2 separate regions of the Mustela erminea genome follow, and region 1 is linked to region 2. A link is a contact called in public Hi-C data. All regions are on one chromosome and are shown on one strand. The core of a region is the stretch at or near the end of the contact, and the rest is flanking DNA. Distances in the headings are between cores, read along the strand shown.

Region 1 (6,116 bases), core at 3,257-5,756, 210 kb after region 2:
AGGGAACCTGCTTTTCCTTCCTCTGCCTGCTTCTCCCTCTCCCTCTGCCTACTGCTCCCGCTGCCTGTGCTTACATGCTCTCTCTCTGTCAGATATAAACAAACAAACAAACCAATAAATAAAATGGCACAGCCCCTTTGTTTTTTTTTTTTTCCTTTTAGAAAAGGAAAAAGAAAAGGTTTTTTTCTTTTTTTTTCCTTTTAGATAGAGAGAGATCTCAAGTAGGCAGAGAGGCAGGCAGAGAAAGAGGGGGAGGCAGGCTCCTTGCTGAGCAGAGAGCCCGATGTGGGGCTCGATCCCAGGACCCTGAGATCATGACCTGAGCTGAAGGCAAAGGCTTAACTCACTGAGCCACCCAGGTGCCCCAGAACAGCCCCTTTGGAAATCGGTTTTGCACTTCAAAAAGGTAAATGGAGAGTTACCATATGACCCAGCTTTTCCATGCTTGGGGACATGCTCAGAAGAATGGAAACATATATCCACACAAAAACTTGAACATGATTATTTATAGTAACTTTATTCCTAATAGCCAGAAAATGGAAACAACCCATATGTCCATCAGCTGACGAATGGACAAACAGAATGTGATCTATTCACAATGGAATATTATTCAACCATAAGAGGGAAAACAGCCTCTACCATTACTACATGCTACAGGTTACAACATGGATGAACCTTGAGAACATGTTGCTAAATGAAAGAAGCTGGGCACAAAAGGCCACATATTGTATAATTTCATCTATATGGGATATGAAGGGTGGGATGTGGTGCAAGTATTTAGCAATTTATTGAAGTTTACCCAAGGTTTATCCCGGCAATTATTTTTCCAATGACTAAGTTTTTTATTATAGCTCCAGTTTGCCCAATGTGATTGATTCTATGGAGAGACAGTGACTGTACCTCCTGTAAGATATAAGAACATGGTCCTTAACTTGTTGGGAATATCTAGGGTATCCAAGAAAGTTTATCTCTAAGTTTTATTTTTATTCTTAAGGTCCTTTTCCAGAAAAATATCTCTAAACTTGAATGACAGGGGGAAAAAAATTGCATGACCTTTCAATGTTATTAACAACTTAGTATTCACAATTAATCAGAGACTAAATAGTTTCCAATTCTGTAAAAACTGGAAGAAAACCAATAACATGTGATGAATCTCTTTTGACTAGTAGACTAGATTACCTTAAAGGTTATAGTTTATCACTCTGCATTTACCAGTTTTGTGTCTAAATTAGGAATATTATTTTAGTGTTCTTTTTTCTCCCAATGATGATCTAAATTTTAGTTTTAATCTTTTAAACCAGCTTTGTCATGTTATTGAGTTTATCATTAATGAATTAAACAGAATGTTGACACATGCTTACATGAGAATTTGAGTTTTTAAAGATAAAAATATGAAGATTACTGTAGCAGAAAGAGAACACAAATAAAGAAGCAAAGTGAAGTTTATTGGTGGTTTTTCAGGCAGTTTTTTTTTTTTTTAAGATTTTATTTATTTATTTGAGAAAGAGAGAGATCACAAGTAGCAGAGTCAGGCAGAGAGAGGGGGAAGCAGTCTCCCTGCCGAGGAGAGAGTCCGATGCGGGGCTCGATTCCAGGACCCTGAGATCATGACTTGAGCTGAAGGCAGAGGCTTAAGCCACTGAGCCACCCAGGCGCCCCAAGGCAGTTGTTTTTTGAATGGGTTTTTCCAATAAGGACAGTTTCCCCAACAGCATCCAGTAGAGGGATGGGAATCTTTACATCCTAGGAAGTATTGATGAAGAGCAATTGGAAGACAGGCAGGCAGGAAGAAGGAGGCCGCCTGCCTGAAGAGGAACCATCCTTAAAAGGATTTTACAACGACCCTGGAATGAGCCCTCCACGCTTTCCGATGTGATAGATGACAAAACCTTGATTGGATGACAGGCACAGGAAGGGTTAATCAGATCAAAACAGCCCTTGAACGAACCCCACAAAAACCCCTAGACTCAGAGATCTCAATGGCAACCCTTCCAGGTCCCCTCTCTCTTCGGGAGCTTTGTGCTATCACTTTGTTATCGCTCAATAAATGCTGCTTTGCTGCCCACCTCTCTGTCTACCTCTTCATTCTTCAAAGTGTCTGATGCAGGCACCAACAGAGAAAAAAAATCCTGCAATGGTATAAAGTGTTTAGTCTTGGCTTTTGGGGCATGGTACCTAAAAAGGTTTCCTCCCAAGTTTTTTCCCTAAGGAAATCTGGCAATGTCTCCTATATATCCATGAGGGAGGCAATAAAAGATTTTGTCTTTCTTTCGAGTCTCATCTTCCCATAAATGCTATAGTTCTATCTTGCTTGGATAAGAATTTTCTAGGTTTTCTCTTAGGTGATTTGGGACTTCACAGTACCAGGAGTCACCAAGAGAAAACTATAATTTGGGATCATCTCTGCTGTGTTAGTTCTATCTTTTGGGGACCATAACAACTGAAAATGAGTGATAATAATATTTCCTTCCTGATCGTTGGATTGGAAGGTACCCATAGAAAATCTTTCTAACCTGAGAATAAAGATAGATAGGGCACACATTAAAGAATCTTTTTTAAGAGGTTGGGAGAAATAACTTAGAGATAGATAAAATCAGTCTGTGATCCCTTCCTGGGATGATAAAAGACTGTGAACTGACAATAGCTTAGAGTCAAAGCTTTATTTTGGAATGTCTTAACAATGGAGGGGGTATAAAGATGAGAATGAAAAAGTAGGGTCTTATCTTGTGTGTACTTGGCCCTTGCCCTATACTTCACCTTCACTGTCCTTGGGAGTCTTTATTGCTGCAGATATTGTAAACTGAGTTTAACATTTATGAGAAAAGGTCTACAGCATCAGGATTTTTTTTTTTAAAGATTTTATTTATTTATTTGACAGAGAGAGATCACAAGTAGATGGAGAGGCAGGCAGAGAGAAAGAGAGAGAGGGAAGCAGGCTCCCCGCCAAGCAGAGAGCCCGATGCGGGACTCGATCCCAGGACCCTGAGATCATGACCTGAGCCGAAGGCAGCGGCTTAACCCACTGAGCCACCCAGGCGCCCCCAGGATTTTTTGAAATATGGTCAGGGGGCACCTGGGTGGCTCAGTGGGTTAAGCCTTTGCCTTTAGCTCAGGTCATGATCTCCATCCCCTGGGTTCGAGCCCCGCATCGGTCTCTCTGCTCACTGGGTAGCCTGCTTCCTCCTCTCTCTCTGCCTGCCTCTCTGCCTGCTTGTGATCTCTGTCAAATAAACAAATAAATAAATCTAAAAAAAAAAAAAAAAAGAAAGAAATATGGTCAGAAGTCTGGGCGAAATATAATTGGGTCCTCTCCTTAGGCGTCATTAAGCTGAAATCAAGATGTCAGCCAGACTGCAATTTCATAAAAGCCTCAGGGGCACACATCTCCACAGTTTTAGTAAATATAATTATTTTATACATTCTATTTTTATTCTAAAAATGAAATGTTTTTATCATCCTCATATTATAGAATAGGAAATGGAAATTTTGAACTTTATTAATCTGCCTACAATCCCACAGAAATTGAGAGTGTAGAGACACTAATCTAGGAGAAATATTTAAGATTTTTTTTTTTTAAACACCCAGAGCTGGAAAGGATTTGACTCTGCCAGCACCAAGGGGGTGCTGACAAGGATGAAGTTAGCCGGCTCTTAAAAATAGTTCAATCTAGAAATAATTAGGGCTGGAACAGCCCACAGCAGCGGGAGGGGCAGCAAGGATCACCAACTTAAACGGCAGGTAATTTTACAGCTGCCCAGAGATCCAGCTTAACTACATTAAATTTTCCCCATAAGACTCATCAGATTAGATGCATCTAGGGTGCTGCTAGCACCTAGTATCTTTCAGGCTGTTAAAGCAATAAAAGAGCTTTTACTCTTATCTAAATTTCTTTTTGTTGCAATTGTCCATGTCTGACTAGATTTACAGTAAATGGCAAAGTAGTAACAGCTCCCAGGGTATTAATTACCACGTTATTAAAACAAATTTTCAAGCGTCAGGCCCTTCCCTGTGCTGCGAGCGTGCCGTCCCGAGCCTGCAGGGGCCGTCCTAAGTTTACACAAGCTCCCGGAGCGAGCAAGAATAAACAGAGCAACAAGGATTCCACCCGGCGAACCCCACAAGCTCCCAGGACTCCGCAGGTTCGAGCGCGGGTAAGCATTTTTAAACAGCCAGAGATCACGTGGCCACCGGCAAGCTCCGCCACTGGCCCTCGGGCTCTCACACTTGGCTTTGGCGCCGAACCTTTACGCCCTTGTGGATGCAACCATTGGCTCCGCTCTCGGAGGGCATACGGGCCAAACTCACGATCAAGGCTTTTATGAACGAAGCTTCCGACTAATTCTCAGGAAAAGTTCAGCAACAAATTGAACAATCAAATGAAACCCACTGGGGGACGCCGTCGAAGGCTCTTTTTGTCAAAAGGAAAAGAGAAGACCCGACCCTGACTCCCCCTACGCTCTCCAGGGGCCGCGAGGATGGTTCCGTCTAAGGCGCGGACTCCGCCTCCACGGGCGCCGCCATTTTGTTTGGCTGGACGGGAGCGAGCGACGCTTTGGGGGAGGGGTCTCATAGGCGCCTTACTGGACCCCACGGCCGCGCTGTAGCTTCTCGCGGGGAGTCCTCCCTGGTGAGGGCCGTGGAACCATGTACATAAAACAGGTGAGGCCTGTGCGCCCCGCCCACCCCCTTACGGGCCTCTGAGGACCGCTCCATGAGGCAGGGGTGTCCCGGTGCGACCCGCGGCCTCCCGCCTCCCGGCGGGGTTGACCCAGAGCTGGACGCGGGCTGCGGGGGAGGGGAGAGGCCCCGCCCCGCGGGCGCAGGGGCCGCAGAGGATCGGGGCGCCCTCCTGCAGCGCGCTCGTCCGAGGGAGCCGTCTTTCCGAGACGTTTAGAGGGAGCGGGCCTTCCTGGGTGGGCCGGGGGCGGGCTGGGGGCCCCGAGCTGGCTGGGGGCCGCGCCGGGGGCTGCAGCGGCGGGGCGGGCGGCCGCGTTGTCCTCTCGCCCCGCGCCGCCCATTTGCATGGGTGTATGGAGAGGTGGCCTCCCCGGCCCGGAGACGCCCCTGGGGGGCTCAGATTGGGGTGTCAGCGTAACCCGGGGTCTTTGTCCCCGAATTAATGGGGACGTGAAAGGGACCCTCTTCCTGCAGAATCTGTAGCGCCGCCTCGTTCTCTTGTTTACTTCTGTCAAAATGGTCTTCCCGCGCGAGAGTCCACCGCGGAGATGAGCCCATCCACGCTCTTGGAGAGAAGTTTCTCCACGGGATGCGTTGGGCTTGAAGCGCCCCTTCCTTGGAACGGCTCCTTACCTTGGCGGGCGGGTGGGTCCGAAAGAAGCGCCCACTGCTCTTGGAGTAAGGGAAGCCGGGGCCAGGCCGCCCGCTGGACACGTTTTGCTTAAAGCAGTGTCCTGCTGAGCGTCCGCACGAACCTTCTACGAGGTACTTGATTCTGAGAGTTCCTTACCAGGCTCCTGATGGTTAACTCCTAAAAAACCGCGCTGTCCGTCGTTACTGATAAACGGACTGTTGTTGTTTTGAAGATTTTTAATCACCCTCCTCCAGCAGGAGTTTCTCTCGTAAGAAATGGAAGGTTCTCTGTCTTGCATTAAAGGAGAAACCCCCCGAAAAGAGAAGAGCCAAGGAGAAATGTTTAGGAGTTGCGTCTTTTAGTATGTATTCTCTGAAAGGTATCTTTTTTTTAATTTACTAGGTTATTATCCAGGGTTTTCGGAGTTACAGAGATCAAACAATTGTAGATCCCTTCAGTTCAAAACATAATGTTATCGGTAAGTGTTGATGGTTTGCAAAATCAGATTTATGTGTAGAGAGCCATTTAAATTCTGTCTGGGCTTGAGGAAAGAGGAATTGGCTTTGAATATTACATGAATTTATACTTACTATTTCTGTATGAAATAGCATGTCTTGGGGTGCCTGGGTGGCTCCGTGGGTTAAAGCTTCTGCCTTTGGCTTGGATCATGATCTCAGGTCCTGGGATGGAGCCCCGTTTAGCATCGGGCTCTCTGCTTGGCAGGGAGCCTGCTTCCTCCTCTCTCTCTGCCTGCCTCTCTGCCTACTTGTGATCTCTGTCAAATAAATAAATAAAATCTTTAAAA
Region 2 (6,173 bases), core at 767-3,266:
TCAAAGAACCTTGTGACATTAAAAAGACTCTTAATCAGGTTATATTTTTCTCATTGTTTTCATCATTTATAAAATGCTTCTACATTTGTTTTTTTCTAATACCAGTATAGGTAACATTTAATTCCATGTGTTTTCTTTTAGCTACTTCTCAGATTTCCTTTGCCAGATCTTTAAAAATAAAAGCACTCTCTACTGTAAAATTATATGTACCTCTTCTCTAGGTTTGACAGAGACTTAATTCAAATATTTTTAAAAATTCTGTGAACATACAAGATTTACATAAGAACAATGCTTTACTCATTCTGATGCATACGACTGAGGAAGCAACCCTACCACTGCGAGCCATGCGCCCTGTGCACATACACACGCATGTGCACATACACATGCACACACGGGAGGAAAGGAGAAGAAACACTCCCCTCCAAATGGTGCTTTAGCTTCTAAGCAATAAATCATTTGGAAAACAGAGAAATACTTTTTCCAAGCGATGTAACTATTAGTGTCCTCTTATACTTACTTGTAAATCTTTCTTTAATTTTAGCAAATCTTCATTTTCTCCGTTTCCGGACAATGCAGCTTCGACTTGCTGGAGTTGAGCTTTGTAGCTTGCCAGCTGCTTTGCTAGATCCTCTGACATCTGGGGGAAAATAAAAAGGGTAAGACCAGGAAAACAACCAAAAGCACCATAAAAAAATAATTTCCCTGTCTGCCTGACTTAATCCTTACCAGTTTTGCTCCCAACTCCTTCATATAATTCATTGCTGCAACTTAACTCATTACCATTACCTTTACTCTTAGTTCTGAGGAAAGCTGTGAGTCAAATCCAAGCTTCAAGGGAATGGATTCCGCAGATTATAAACTTGTTTTTGTTTCTGTGTGGAATTTATCGGACAACAGCTAAGGCAAAAGGAAAAAGGAGAATTTCTAATCTTCTTTAAACTCCTGTAACAGGGAAGACACTGTATTTGGCTCAATTAACAAGGTTGTTACATCTTCGCCGGGAAAAATTTTTAAAAAGCACTAACCTGCTGGAAAAAATCGAGATTTAAGAAGAAAATATTTCTAAACCCTAACGCAGACTTCCAAAACAAAATATATATGACTTTTGGACTAACTACATAGATAATAATCTCTACATGAACTATTAATTGGTAAGTGTGCTCAGAAGCTCTTCTCCAGAGCAAAAATGTTTCACCGGGTCACTTAAAATATTGCCGATGCAGCGTCTTCATTAACGAAAACGGCACAACCACTGGCCCGTTTAGGCATTCTAAGGAGCGTGCCTTTCACCCAACCTGCCTCATTCTTTTCCGGAAAATAAGATATACCGGAATCCTTTCTCGGTTTGTCAAGACAACACGCGGGGCTTCCGAGGACCCTTCTCTGTCTTACAAGTCCCGTCCAACCACAGCCTGGAATTTGGAAGGGCTCCAAAGGGGCTCGAGTTAAGCCAGGCACCCAACCCCTCAAAGCCCGCCACAACCAGACCTCGGAATTCAAACACAAGCTCCAGAGAAACGGAAAACAAACGGAGCGGACCCCAGCAGCGTCGGAGCCTCACACCCCCAAACGCGCTCCGCAGGGAACCGCTGAGGCTTCCTCAAGAGGCCTCCCCAGCCCTACCCCACCCGACCGGTTTCCCGGGTTAGCCCCGGTCGTCGCTCCTGGCCGCGTTCGGGGCCCCTCAGGGCCCAGCTCTGGGTGGCAGAAGAGGCCGGGCCCCTAAGACTCTTGCCGGCGCCCAGGCCTCTCCAACGCGGCCGGCTCCTCGGCCTCAGGCCTCGGCTTCAACTAGGGAGAGGCCGAGGCCCCGAGGCCCTGCTCTCGCCCTCGCCGGCTTCGTTACCTTGTGTGGGGCTGGGGGTAGGGCGACAGGAAGGGGTCGGGGCAAATGAGCCCAGTAGTGGCGGCGGCAACAGCGGCAGCAGCTGCAGTAGGAAAAATCTCCGCGGTAACAACAAGGCGACTCTGTCCGAAATGGGAGAACTTGGCCGGCGATGGGGGGGGAGGGGAAGAAAGCCGGGCACTGGAAGGAGGAAAAGACAGAAGCGGGTCAAATCTCGCGAGAGGTTAAAAGCCTCGCGAGACGTCGTCCTACCCACGTGATTCCTAGCTGTCGCTGCGCGGCCCACCCTTGTGTTAGGGACGCGGAGTGGGCGGAGCTTCATAGAAAGGAAATGGCGTAGCTAGGTTGCGCCAGGCGCCGGATGTAGGTTTGTGTTATCCCGATTTCGGATGTGAGTGCAGAGTCCTTGACTAATTTGGGAGTGGGTGTTGTTGGGCCCTTCGTGAAGTTCCCAGCAGAGTAACCGCATTTTCCTTCTAAGACTAGCGGTGCTGGGAGGTGGGAGGAACGGAGTTTTAAAGCAACGAGCATACCAGCGGTTGGTTCCCAAGATGTGGTTCCCGCAACTCCTGTATCACCATCGCGCGGTAACTTATTACAAGTGCAGATTCTCAGTCCCTACTCCAGACCTCCTGACTCAGAAACTCGAGGTGGCGCAGCAGCCTGTTTTAACACGCGCCGCAGGTGATACCAATATCTGCTCAAGTTTTAGAGCCATCGCTTTATATAGTAGGAGAAGACTTAGTAGCAATAAAAAGGTAATTGTGGCAGAACCTGTTGGAGCGAAGGTTGATTTATTTAAAACCTATTTTGTTAGACCCTGCTTGGTTTTAATAGCGTAAATTATATAGGTTAATCTCCCCTGATAGGAAACCATCTCCAGGTTATGTTGTCTTGAACGATAAGCAGAGTGATGTGAATACTTTATGTTTAAAAAGAAATGTATGTGGGGCGCCTGGGTGGCTCCGTGGGTTAAAGCCGCTGCCTTCGGCTCAGGTCATGATCCCAGGGTCCTGGCATCGAGCCCCACGTCGGGCTCTCTGCTCCGCAGGGAGCCTGCTTCCTCCTCTCTCTCTGCCTGCCACTCTGCCTACTTGTGATTTCTCTCTCTGTGTCAAATAAATAAAATCTTAAAAAAAAAAAAAAGCAATGTATGTTTGTAATAATATATATTCTCTGGGCAGATGCATAAACCTGTCTAGAGATTTGGAATAGAAGCCAAATGTTTTCACTGGTTATATTTTTCACTGTTTACCCTTTCCAAATTTTTCCATACATATATCATTTTTTCCAATTAAAAATATGAAATCCTGTGACAGAGGCTACACGAATACCTGGAAGGAACCTTCTTTAGGGGGTCGGGGTATGTTGCTGGACCCCTAAGAAGGCCCTCCTCTCAGATGGGCTCTTTTGGACTGTGACATCTTGCTCTGATGCCCTCTTGCTTTTTTGAAGGGACCTTCCCTTCTCTAAATACACAAACATAGATGGAAACTAGATTAGGTTTGTGATCATTGGTGTGGCAATTTGGAAGAACTGAAATGCTGCAGAGGGCAGCAGTGTGTAGCTAAAATTAAGAGTCAAAACAGACCAGAAAGGATGTGCTTCCTTAACATGGTAGAAGTTTGTTCAAAATATAATGTAGTTTTTAAAAACTGCACTTATTCTAATTGTGTATTTAAAGAACAAATGCCAGGAAGATCTTCCTTGAATATAAGGTATATTTTGCAGTTGTGTAAAAATCTTTCACTTAAGGGAACTTTTTTTTTTGTTTGTTTATTTATTTCAGTAATCTTTACACCCAGTGACGGGCTGAACTCACAACCCTGAGATCAAGAATTGCATGCTCTTCCGACTGAGCCAGCCAGGCACCCCTCAAATAGGAGAACTCTTAATGAACCACCTCCAGACAGAGAGAGAGGAAAGTATTTATTATAAGCTCATGTATGGATTTCTATATCATCTTGACAGCTTTTATTTTCAGGATTGCTTTTAATCTCTAACTCCTCTGTACAACATGGATTGTATTTGGTGGGGAAAAAACAATATAGTTTTAATTTTAATTCTCATAAAGAAATAACAGTTGTATATACCAGATGACATTCTAAGCGCTTCACATATACTCATTTAATTTCACAGTGGTTCAAAAGCTATTAGAGACAAAATTGGAGCAAGTATAAACTTTGACTAAGAGTGATGTTTCAAATAAATGTTCAGACTTACCACCTTCACTGAGTGTGAAAATCTACTCAGTGTCTAATTTTTCTTAAAATGTTCTCATTCAAATTTGATCATGCTTATTCTTCAAAAAGAGCAGTATCTAAAACCTCTAGTTTTAAAACCTGGTATCTATTTTATTGAAACCTAGTAGGTAAATAACATTTGAAGACTCCTAATTGTTATTAGAATATAAGCTATTGCCTTTAATTACTAAAGAAAATTAAAATATAGCAGCTTCTTTTGGAAATGTGCCAACCCACTGCAGAGTACAAGAGTATGCAACAATTTATTGGTTAAATGACAGATTGAAAGATTTATTTATTTAAGAGAGAGTGAGAATGCGTGTAGAGGTGGGGCAGGGAGGGAAGAGCAGAGGGAGAGGAACAAGCTGACTCCACTGAGTGTGGGACCTGACTCAGGGCTTCATCCCAAGACCCTGAGACCATGACTTGAGCCAAAATCAAGAGCCAGTCGCTCAAATGATGAAGCAACCCAGGAGCTCCAAGAGATTACATCTTTATTTAGTTTAGCTTTTATTGCCTTCCCTCCTGACTAAAAGTGGGACCAGATTTGCCCACATTTTTTGCGATCTTGACAAATGCCTAAGATGATGAATTAGAGATGTGTATATCATCATAATAACTGCTTGTACCTTTGCCCTCTTTAGTCATAATAGGTGTTTTGAATGTTTGCATGGAGAATTGCCACAGGGCAAGCTACTGGCTTTTGTACTTATTGAGTGTTTTTGCACACAGTGGATTGAAAATACACCCTGAGGTGATTCTTGGGTGTCATCATTCATTTAAAGGTGACGGAAAAACACCCTTAAATGGATGCTGTCCAGTGCAGGTGCTTATCAGTCATAGCAGTCTGGCTTGTCCACTTTTATTTGCACCGCCTTGCTTGTCTCGGGATGTGCATTTTCAGCTATTTCTGTGTTTTACATGTACCACTAAAGAACTGAAAACATACCACCAAAAAGAGAAAGCAGGATTCCTTCAGTTTGAAAAAGATTATAACCTAAGTCTTTACAGGGATCAGAAATGGCAGTCATTCAAAGTTCTTTAGACATATTTAGAAATGGTGTTTAATAATAGTCTTATGTGTATTCTTAGTGGGATATACTCTGAGGGCAAAAAGCACAACAACAACAAAAAAATCTCAGATGTCACAGATTTATTCTAATAGTACTATTGGCAATGCAACTTTGAAACTTTTTAGGTATACTATAAAGTGAATAATACATGTTAGAAATCTAGGAGAAAAGAAATGAAAAATATAAAATAAAAGAAGGTTTAGGGGGAAGTTCTCTGATGTTAAATTTGAATTAGGGTTTATTTGTGTATATTTCTTAGAAGAATATATATAATTTCTCCCAATGGAGGGTCCCCATATCTTGATATCTAGATCCCTTTGTCCACAAAAGAAACCGTATTTCTTGGAGAAATGGTTGTTTTCAGGTCTGAGGCCCAGAAAATACAAAAGTACAAAGGTGAGCCTCGATTACCTTGCCAGAAAGCAAGGAAGTACCCCCAAAACTATAGGATTAAGTGAAGGGTCACAGAATCAAGTTTGACTCTTTTGGCCAAATGTGAGTCAAGCTGGGCTAAACAGAATAATGACTATGATAGATGAGCAAAGCATTGAATACATTTTTAAAGTTCCTAAGTCTAGGGGCGCCTGGGTGGCTCAGTGGGTTAAGTCGCTGCCTTTGGCTCAGGCCATGATCTCAGGGTCCTGGGATCGAGTCCCGCGTCGGGCTCTCTGCTCAGCAGGGAGCCTGCTTCCCTGTCACTCTCTTTGCCTGCCTCTCTGCCTTCTTGTGATCTCTCTCTGTCAAATAAATAAATAAAATCTTTAAAAAAAAATTAAGTTCCTAAGTCTAGAGTGATACTCAGAATCAAGGGTGAGAGAAGGGTTTTTTTTTTTCTTTGTAGGAGAATGCCAGCCAGTACCTACAGATGGAATAATACAAGTGGAAAAATATGTGCAGTCCCTAATAATTGAGGTAAAGATCATCAGTAGATGCTAGAACCTGTCTTTAAAAGGAAGTAGGGAAAAGGGGATGTTTGCAGTGTCACGGTATCACCCCACAGATTACTTAATT

The links. A called contact is a pair of places that touch in the nucleus more often than the background predicts.
Region 1: a contact with region 2 is called in a Hi-C map of spleen, with 3 times the contacts expected there. The contact joins the promoter of SMC3 here to the promoter of SMNDC1 in region 2. A contact is called at or near these places in 3 of 3 Hi-C or Micro-C datasets (fibroblasts, skeletal muscle and spleen).

What each region holds. Positions count from the first base shown.
Region 1 is chr14:72,960,952-72,967,067 of mMusErm1.Pri, forward strand. It overlaps SMC3 (structural maintenance of chromosomes protein 3), which reads left to right and starts at 4,507. Exons shown (of 29, transcript XM_032312515.1): 1 at 4,507-4,659; 2 at 5,714-5,789. The coding sequence starts at 4,645.
Region 2 is chr14:72,756,987-72,763,159 of mMusErm1.Pri, forward strand. It overlaps SMNDC1 (survival of motor neuron-related-splicing factor 30), which reads right to left and starts at 2,017. Exons shown (of 6, transcript XM_032312394.1): 1 at 1,847-2,017; 2 at 518-637. The coding sequence starts at 637. LOC116572929 (a long non-coding RNA gene) reads left to right here and starts at 2,043. Exons shown (of 3, transcript XR_004278555.1): 1 at 2,043-2,604.